2 separate regions of the Hordeum vulgare genome follow, and region 1 is linked to region 2. The links are chromatin contacts, called in public Hi-C maps. All regions are on one chromosome and are shown on one strand. Each heading gives the region's core, a stretch centred on a gene start, on an enhancer-like site or on the middle of the called end of the contact. The rest is flanking DNA. Distances are from core to core; before and after follow the strand shown. Region 1 holds the start of LOC123449068. Region 2 holds the start of LOC123449066 (LIM domain-containing protein WLIM2a-like).

Evidence for each region. A called contact is a pair of places that touch in the nucleus more often than the background predicts.
Region 1: a contact with region 2 is called in a Hi-C map of leaf, with 6 times the contacts expected there. The contact joins the promoter of LOC123449068 here to the promoter of LOC123449066 in region 2. A contact is called at or near these places in 2 of 6 Hi-C or Micro-C datasets (both in leaf).

Annotation. Positions count from the first base shown.
Region 1 is chr4H:484,586,519-484,590,493 of MorexV3_pseudomolecules_assembly, forward strand. It overlaps LOC123449068, which reads left to right and starts at 1,371. Exons shown (of 4, transcript XM_045126152.1): 1 at 1,371-1,879; 2 at 1,984-2,076; 3 at 2,192-2,329; 4 at 2,424-2,718. The coding sequence starts at 1,655. The coding sequence ends at 2,468. LOC123449069 reads right to left here and starts at 3,613. Exons shown (of 1, transcript XM_045126153.1): 1 at 2,693-3,613. The coding sequence starts at 3,312. The coding sequence ends at 2,938. It overlaps LOC123449067, which reads right to left. Exons shown (of 25, transcript XM_045126151.1): 25 at 3,718-3,975.
Region 2 is chr4H:484,422,813-484,426,688 of MorexV3_pseudomolecules_assembly, forward strand. LOC123449066 (LIM domain-containing protein WLIM2a-like) reads right to left here and starts at 1,938. Exons shown (of 5, transcript XM_045126150.1): 1 at 1,507-1,938; 2 at 1,070-1,175; 3 at 939-976; 4 at 766-855; 5 at 1-490. The coding sequence starts at 1,638. The coding sequence ends at 242. LOC123449065 (OVARIAN TUMOR DOMAIN-containing deubiquitinating enzyme 3) reads right to left here. Exons shown (of 8, transcript XM_045126149.1): 8 at 3,185-3,468. The coding sequence ends at 3,331.

The DNA of each region.
Region 1 (3,975 bases), core at 121-2,620, 160 kb after region 2:
TTTTAATATTTGTAATAAACTTATAAAGTACTTTTTCTTTTGTTTTCAAATTTTTGGATCCGGACAGACTTGAATCAACGCGGGTCTGAGATGAAAATTCGATGACGTGGCATCATTAGCGGATGATCACTGTAGCTTAATTACAATAATTACTGTTGCAAAAGTCGAGGATGTCACAACGGGATATTTCTAGAACTTTTCGCCCAAGGTGAAAAGTTATTAGTATGATTATATGTAAGTTATCAGGTTAGTTGTGCGTAAGTTATCATCTTAATTACACTAAAGTTCCCGGGGGTATGTTTCAATACTTTTTCACCTTAGATGGTCAAAAAAGTGGTATTTTATTTGAACTTGTAAGATCTTAATATTGAATTCTTGACTTTAATTCTCAGCTTTAGCATGGTTTTTTAGCTATAAAACTACAAGTATGGAAACGGCTAGCATCAAGATTTGCTCCAGCATATTTTTCTCCCAAAAATTATCAGGTATGCGATGTGTGAGTTATCAAGCTATCCACACAAAAATTAATCGATGGTATTTCATCAACGTGCCTCCCTCCACCCAATCGTCAAATTTACCAAGACCGAGGTACATAAGTTGTCAGTGATGTGTGAGTTACCGTGATATTCACATAAAAATTATCGGGGGGAATATCCCATCACCTCTCTTCGTCAAAGTTACCGGGACCGGCCTGCATAAGATATCAGATCACCGATGTGTGAGTTACCATGTTATTCACACCAAAGTCATCGGGGGTTATTTTACAACCCCACCCCCACGCCATAGTTATCAAGACTGGGTTATATAAGTTATCAGGTCTGTGATATGCGAGTTATCCTGATATTCACACAAAAATGATAGGGTGTATCCCCCTGATCATCAAAATTACCCCGGTGTCATCAACTCTAGATGAGTTGGTAAAAAATAGTCTACTTAAGTGCGGAAAAGATTGAACATTGCGTTAACTTTTGTGCAAACATAGAAGAGGAGACAAGTTAAATAGCCTATTTGGTTTCGTTTTGTCAAAAAAAAAACATAGATGAGTTGGTTGGCTAGTTAAGTTACCTTATGAAGGGTACAAGGATCGAATTCTGTTATGTGCACCAATAAAATCACTTCCAAAACAAATCGGTTTTCACACAGGAGAAAAGGAAGGATCGACACGTCGTGTATGAAAAACAACAACCTCGTTTGTTAAATCAAGGCCAACTCACCATCACATGCAATGTGTTTGCTGGCAATTCTTTCCGGCACATGATAATTTTCTCTTTAAACGCGTGTCATTTATACGTAGTTGTTTTGGCATCCACAGAAACGATTTCCCCCCACGCATTTGAGCAGAACGCGCCCGGCTGCGGATAAACCACGGGCAGGCCGCCTATTTGGGCCCCGGTCTCGCCGTCTCCGACGTGACGGCCGAGCTGCTGCGCGTTCCTGGCCTCTCGTCCGTGCATCTTCTCATCTCCTCACAAATATCTCGCTGCCGGGGCAGGCCACCGTCGCGCGCGGCATAATAGCACGGCGCTTTCAGACAGCCTCCTCCGCCACCACCGGCACCGCCCGCGCAATTAACGCCACCGCTAATAACGAGCGCGGCTGCGGCCCAGCAATACCAACACACACCACCGGCAGCATACCGGTCGATCGACTCGACATGTCGTCGAGGCCGAGCAGGAGCGACGCGCACCTGTCCCCGGTGGACGAGGCGGTGAGGGTGGACGAGGTGCGGGGGTACTACGACGGCGCGGCTCCCAAGCGCCACTCCAAGCCCTCCCGCAGCGACCACTCCGCCGTGTACACCGACGCGCTCGCCGGCCCCGGCGTCGACGGCTCCCACCCCGAGCTCGACAAGTTCCAGGACCTCGAAGCCCACTCCGAGGTCCGTCGCACCGTACCGTCTCCTGTTTATCAAGGCCCTACTATTAGAAACTGCATTTGCAAGCAGCTGATGCCGCGGTGCGGGCGGGCGGTTTGTCGTCGCAGAAACTGGTGTGCGAGGGCGGGAAGGCCGGCGAGGAGTTCGTGGAGACGGAGTACTACAAGGACCTCGGCTGTGTCGGCAAGCAGCATCACACGGTCGGTCGCGGCCTTCTTCTTCCTCCTCCTCCCCTGCATCGGTATACTGAATTTTTCTCTGAATTATGTGAGCCGCTGAACTGAATCGGGGCCGAATCCGATGCACGTGGTGCAGACTGGGACGGGCTTCATCAAGGTGGACAGGCCCGCCGGCGGCTCGTTCGAGCTCTCTGAAGACCCGGGTGCGACGGAGCGCCATGCTTCCTCCAAGGGGAACCCCGCCACAAACGACTGGATCCCGTCAGCTGACACGGTAGGAGGACAGAACAGATCCTCTCTCTTTCTCTCTTCTTGCTGACATTCCTGCAGTTCTCGTCGACGATTGACACGCTGTGTGCTTCTTTCAGGTGTACCAGGAGGCGTCAGACAAGCCCAACAGAAGCGACAGCTGAGCCGGGCGATGATCTACAGCCAACATGATCAGATGCGTATGACTTCCGGTTAAATCGGCTATTAAAAAAATAAAGGGCGCGTATTCGTGTATGTCAGCCATTTGTTATTGGGATTCTTGTGAGGTTCTATCTACAGTACTTGTCAAACTCTCAAACTCGTGGGTCGTTTTGGGAACCTGTGTTGTGGATGTGGAACTGAATGAAGTGCAGGACATATACAGTAATAAATCACAAGTCTGTTCACTTCGTATTCGAACTGTCTGTCTCCAAACCAAACAGACGAGAAACAATCGTATTAGCCTTAGAGACACCAATCACAAATTCACAAGAGTCGAAGACACATGGTATTATTTTGCTGTGCTTATAGAGAGACACTCCTCGGTACTCTTAAAATAGTACTCCTAGGCGGAAATTTTATTGATTGATTGATGTTGGCACGGCGCGGACGGCGAAGAGACGGCCGGATCGGTCAGTCGGAGGCGAGGCGCGGCGGGTGGATGCGGAGGCGGGCGAGCTCGGCGTCGATGCGGCCGGTGAGGATGAGGGCGAACATGCGGTAGTCGCAGAGCAAGGACCAGACGGGGTGGCCGAAGGTGGCCGGCCGGTTGCCCTCCACGAAGAAGTGGCTGTACCAGGCCATGCCGTAGCCGAGCACGGGGCAGGCCGCCAGGAGCGCGGCGCGGCCGGTGGCGGCCGCCAGCAGCGCGCACACTAGCGAGGCCAGCGTGCCGGCAAAGTGCCAGCGCCGCGTCGCCGCCTTCGAGTGCTGCCCCAGGTAGAACCCCCAGAACTCCTCCATGCTCCCGAACTCCTTCCCCCGAGCCCCTCCACCTCCTCCTCCCATCGCCTCCGTTTGCTTGGGCTGCGGCTGCTGCTTGGTGCTTGCTTGCGTGCTGCGGTGTGTTGTTGGCTAGACGCGTCCGTATGCCTACTACTTTCTCTGCGGGGTTCGAGATGATAAGGAGGCTGGCTGGCGACGAACTGACCTGTGCTGCCGGTTTTTATTGAAAAAGTTTTTGATTTTATCGACGACCCGGTGGATCTGATGCATTTTTCTGTTTGATACACATGCTTGACTAACACAATTTTAGCGGCGTGAACGCGACGGGGCGATATCCCCGAAGAGGATACCTCAGCGCTGCTGCAGACGTGAGCACGCACGTACCAGCCAAAATACAGCCAACAACTAAGCACGTACCAGCCAAAATACTGCCAACAACTAACTCATCAAAACACATGGAATGCAAAATGAGTAAATATCGGGTGCCTGCTGTTTCACTATTGTATATTTTCATGTATCCTAATACACCAGAAAACAAAAAATTACACAAACCATAAAAAAGAGAGTACAGCACTACTTACTACTGAGTCACATAGTTCACACCATACACAATACCAAAAGAATCGTGGGGTAAAAAATTGGATTGCTGCCTACAGTTTACAACAGCCTCTTCACAGCTAATAGTTGTACAATTACAATTACAATGGGATGTATCGCACAGCCGAT
Region 2 (3,876 bases), core at 688-3,187:
GGCACCACAAGAACTCATTATACCAGTACCTGATGCACAGCAATTTCAACAGTTTCTTTCGGAATGACATCAACTCCATGGTTCAACAACGTGATCCAGCTAGCACACAAGGAGATACGAAATTGATAGGTCCTGGTATCCCCGGAGCTTGAACACAGCATACAGCAGGTTACAATCGTAAATAAAGAGCAAGGCTTCCAAACTTCCAGCCTCAAAGCCCACTTTAAAGATGGCAGCATAATCAGGAGGATTCAGCAGCCGCCTGTGCTGTTTGTGCCGCGGCCTGTGCGGTTTGCGCCTCTGCTGCGCGCTTGACCGATGCGCACTTGATCAGATGGTTGTAGCTCCCCTTCTCCTTGAAAAGCTGTGAGAAATGGTGCTTGCAGTAGAGGATGCCTTCCAAAGCCGCGTAATTGGAGGGCGAGAGGGCGCAGCCTCCATGAGAGCATTTGAAGCAGGACTTGTGGTAAGACTTCTCTTCAACTGTCACCTGCAAGATTTAGTTTAACAACTAGGCATGAGTCATCTGCATGTTCTGGAGGCTTTAGGATATGACTGAAAAGGAAATTGATGATTCAAGACGATTATCATGGAAGTCTGCTTGCCTAAAAGGTATACAGATCATTAAACAAAGTAAAGTGAAGGCTATACAGCTATATACCCTTGTGTTCAATCACAAACGGTCAACCGACAGTTTTCACATTCTGAAACTTACGATTCTTTCGTGAAAATGACGAAATTGACTAGAATGTACAATTGTGTTACCTTCTCAAGAGGGTATGCTGTTTTACCACAAGTGGCGCACTTGTCCTGCGTTCCAGAAAACATGCCAGCAGCTTTGCTTGGCGATCTAGTCTGAAAAAGCGCATTCCACATAATAAGGCTAACTGAGCAAAGAGATAAAAGACACATGTACATGCAGCCTATATGGTACAGACCAGCTCAGGAGTCAACTTGTCCGTTGCAGATTTCGCGGCTGAAAGAAGCAAAACCAAGGATCAGGACACATTCGATCAAGGAAATAACAACGTCTGTCATGCTTGCAGATTAGTATTAAATGGAAACCTACGGGATTGTGACTGGAAGCTCTTATTGTAGCTCCCGGTCTCCTTGAACAGCTGCGCGAAATGGGGCTTGCAGTAGGGCACCCCTTCGAACGAGGAGTAGCTGCTAAACTGCCAAACAGCAAAAACAAGATGTCCAGATAGATTGTTATTTCTCTTACTTGTTTTTACCAATCCAGAGAAGGTGAAATGAACAAAGCCATGGTGATCTCCTATGTCCTATCCTAGGCAGGCACACGATTCTGACAGGGAATTCAAGCGCCAGATCCGTGCGGCAGACCAGTCCGCAGATCTGACATCGCATTTCATTCTACAGATCCGTCGACGACCGTTGACATCCACCCGACGATCTTCTTGGTTGTCTCCCGGAAGTAAAAGAAGACGGCCGGCGATGGTAGAAACTAGAAAGATGATAGGAAGGCAAAGAGGGGAGATGACATACGGAGAGGGTGGACTTGCAGTGGTGGCACTTGAAGCAGGCGCGGTGGAAGACGGCGCCGTCGGTGGAGAGCTGGTCCATGGGGTAGACCGTCTTGGTGCACACCTTGCACTTCTGCTGCGTCCCGCTGAACATGGTCGCCGCCGTCGCCGTGGTCTCCCTCTCCCCCGATCTGATCTCTGCCTGCCCCCCTGCGCCCGATGCGACGATGCGACGAACAACCCCACGAGCGCCCCCAATGGCCGCGCTTATATACTCGGCAGAGGACGGACGGACGGATGGATGGAATGAATTATGGCGGTCTCTCGATCGGGCCGGCTCACAGTTGCCGCGGCGGAAAGAAAAAGGGAACGAACGAACGAAGCGAAGGGGGAGGGAAAGGGCGGTGGGATGAGGGTGCGGGGCCCGCCGCGCGCTACAGCAGTGCTCATTAACGAGTACGCAATTGATTAATTATTACAGCCTTCTATAGTAGAGCGTGCTGCTGCTGCTGCGCGCACGAACGTGGCCCCGGCTGGGCGGCTGCCGGGGGGCCCGGAAGCACGCGGGGGCCCGGCTGCCAGTGGGTGTGCGGTTGGTGGCGGCCACGCGGGGACGGAGCTCTTCTGGGTCTCGGTCTGACTGGCGCGAGAAGTGCAGCAGAAGCAACGGCTACGACTGCTGGTATCCGCATCGATGCGGGGGGCCCAGTGGTCAGCCCCTGCGACGGCGAGAGGTGAGAGATATTCTTTGGATATAATTTGTACTAATTGTTGGAGTATTTTTTTTTTCGGGGTAGGAATATGTAGGTGCGGGGAGTATAAAGGGAGGGAGATATTATTGGCTGCCGCAGCGGCGAGCGGTGCGGCCCACGTCGGCCAGCTCTTTCCCTGCTGCCTCGCCGGACCACTCTGCCTGTTTGGTTTTGTTTGCTGGAGGCAGGGAGCGCACTGCGTAAGCATTAACTCTTCTTTCCTGTATTGTTATTGCATGCACGCCTAAACGGAAGAGGCTGGGGCGTGGGGCCGGGCCGTTTAGGTTTGGCGAGTGGGCCGGTGCCAACTGCGCTACTAGCACGCACGGCATCGACGCACTGCCGTGGTCATTTACTATTTGCTCATTTATTTGCTCCTGCGTGGCCTGTCTCTCTGTGCTTATTATACGGGCAGGCTACAGCTCATTTTTGTAACGCCGGGTTCAAGCATGTTTAGGACTTGACTCTTGGAGCATACTGGAATGTGCTCGTGATAACCATCACGTTTGTTCATTGGGCCGGACGGGACGGTAACCCCCCCCCCCCCCCCCCCCCCCCCCAACAAAAAACACGCCCGTACAGCTCATCCAACGAATATATCATTCCGTTCAGCAGTGCTTTGCGTCTTTGCGAGACGATATACCTGCACCCACATGATGATTGGATTTGAAGCGAGCCTCGTCGTCAACCACCGAGTGCGACCAAGGCACCATTATCCTGCCCGGCACCAACCGGAAAACGCAATCAACAACCCCACGGCACGACGCCAACCAAATCACTTCCAAAGCAGCACTGGCCTCCACGCCATCACCATCACCATGCAGCAGAGACATAGTTAGCTCGTGTGGCGCTATCACCAGGTTCAGGCCGGTGGTAATTCTAGCTCCAAATCCACAAATTCCCAAAATGCCCATGACCGTGATGAACGAAACAGCGGTTACAGCATCATAACCGAAGAACAAGAGCTTAATTAGCAGGATCGAAGAATGTAACCATGGAAAGAAAACGGGAATTTATATATGTGCCACGGATGGGCGGTGTGGCTGCCGGTATTCTGTCTGATGCTTAGCCCGGACGTGTCTCATGTGCCCATTTTATATCAGCAGATCATAGTGGTTCTTCCCGCTGTATAATAGCCTCACCGGCACCCGTTTCTTCCCCTCTTTTGAGTCTTTGGTAAACTCCAACCCGTACTCGGCAATTGGGATAAACCCGTTGCCCCGTCCGCGGTACTGTTGCACAAAGGAAGGGCAGATTAAGTTCGAGATGAAGTGAGAAAAAAGGTGACAAGCACCGAGTCAAGCATAATATACAGGGCAAACATGATTGCAGTGAAAAGGATAAAATGGTGCAATAAATCCACACGGTGTTTCCAATTTTGGAGACACGTTGGATTTAAACATCGAAATAATGCAAAAGGAAAGGTATCCACCAATCTTTCAAACAGTTCAATTTGCACTTCGCAGACGTCTTTCCAATTAATTATGCCCGGAATCTGGGATGTTGGGGATTCAGAACTTCGGGCCAAGGAAACAGAAACCAAAATGCAGTTTAGATTTTCAACACCACTCTGAAGGAAACTTTAGGCAGATTGTCTAGTTCCAAACGAACTTTTAGTTTTTGTTATTGAAGTACCAAGA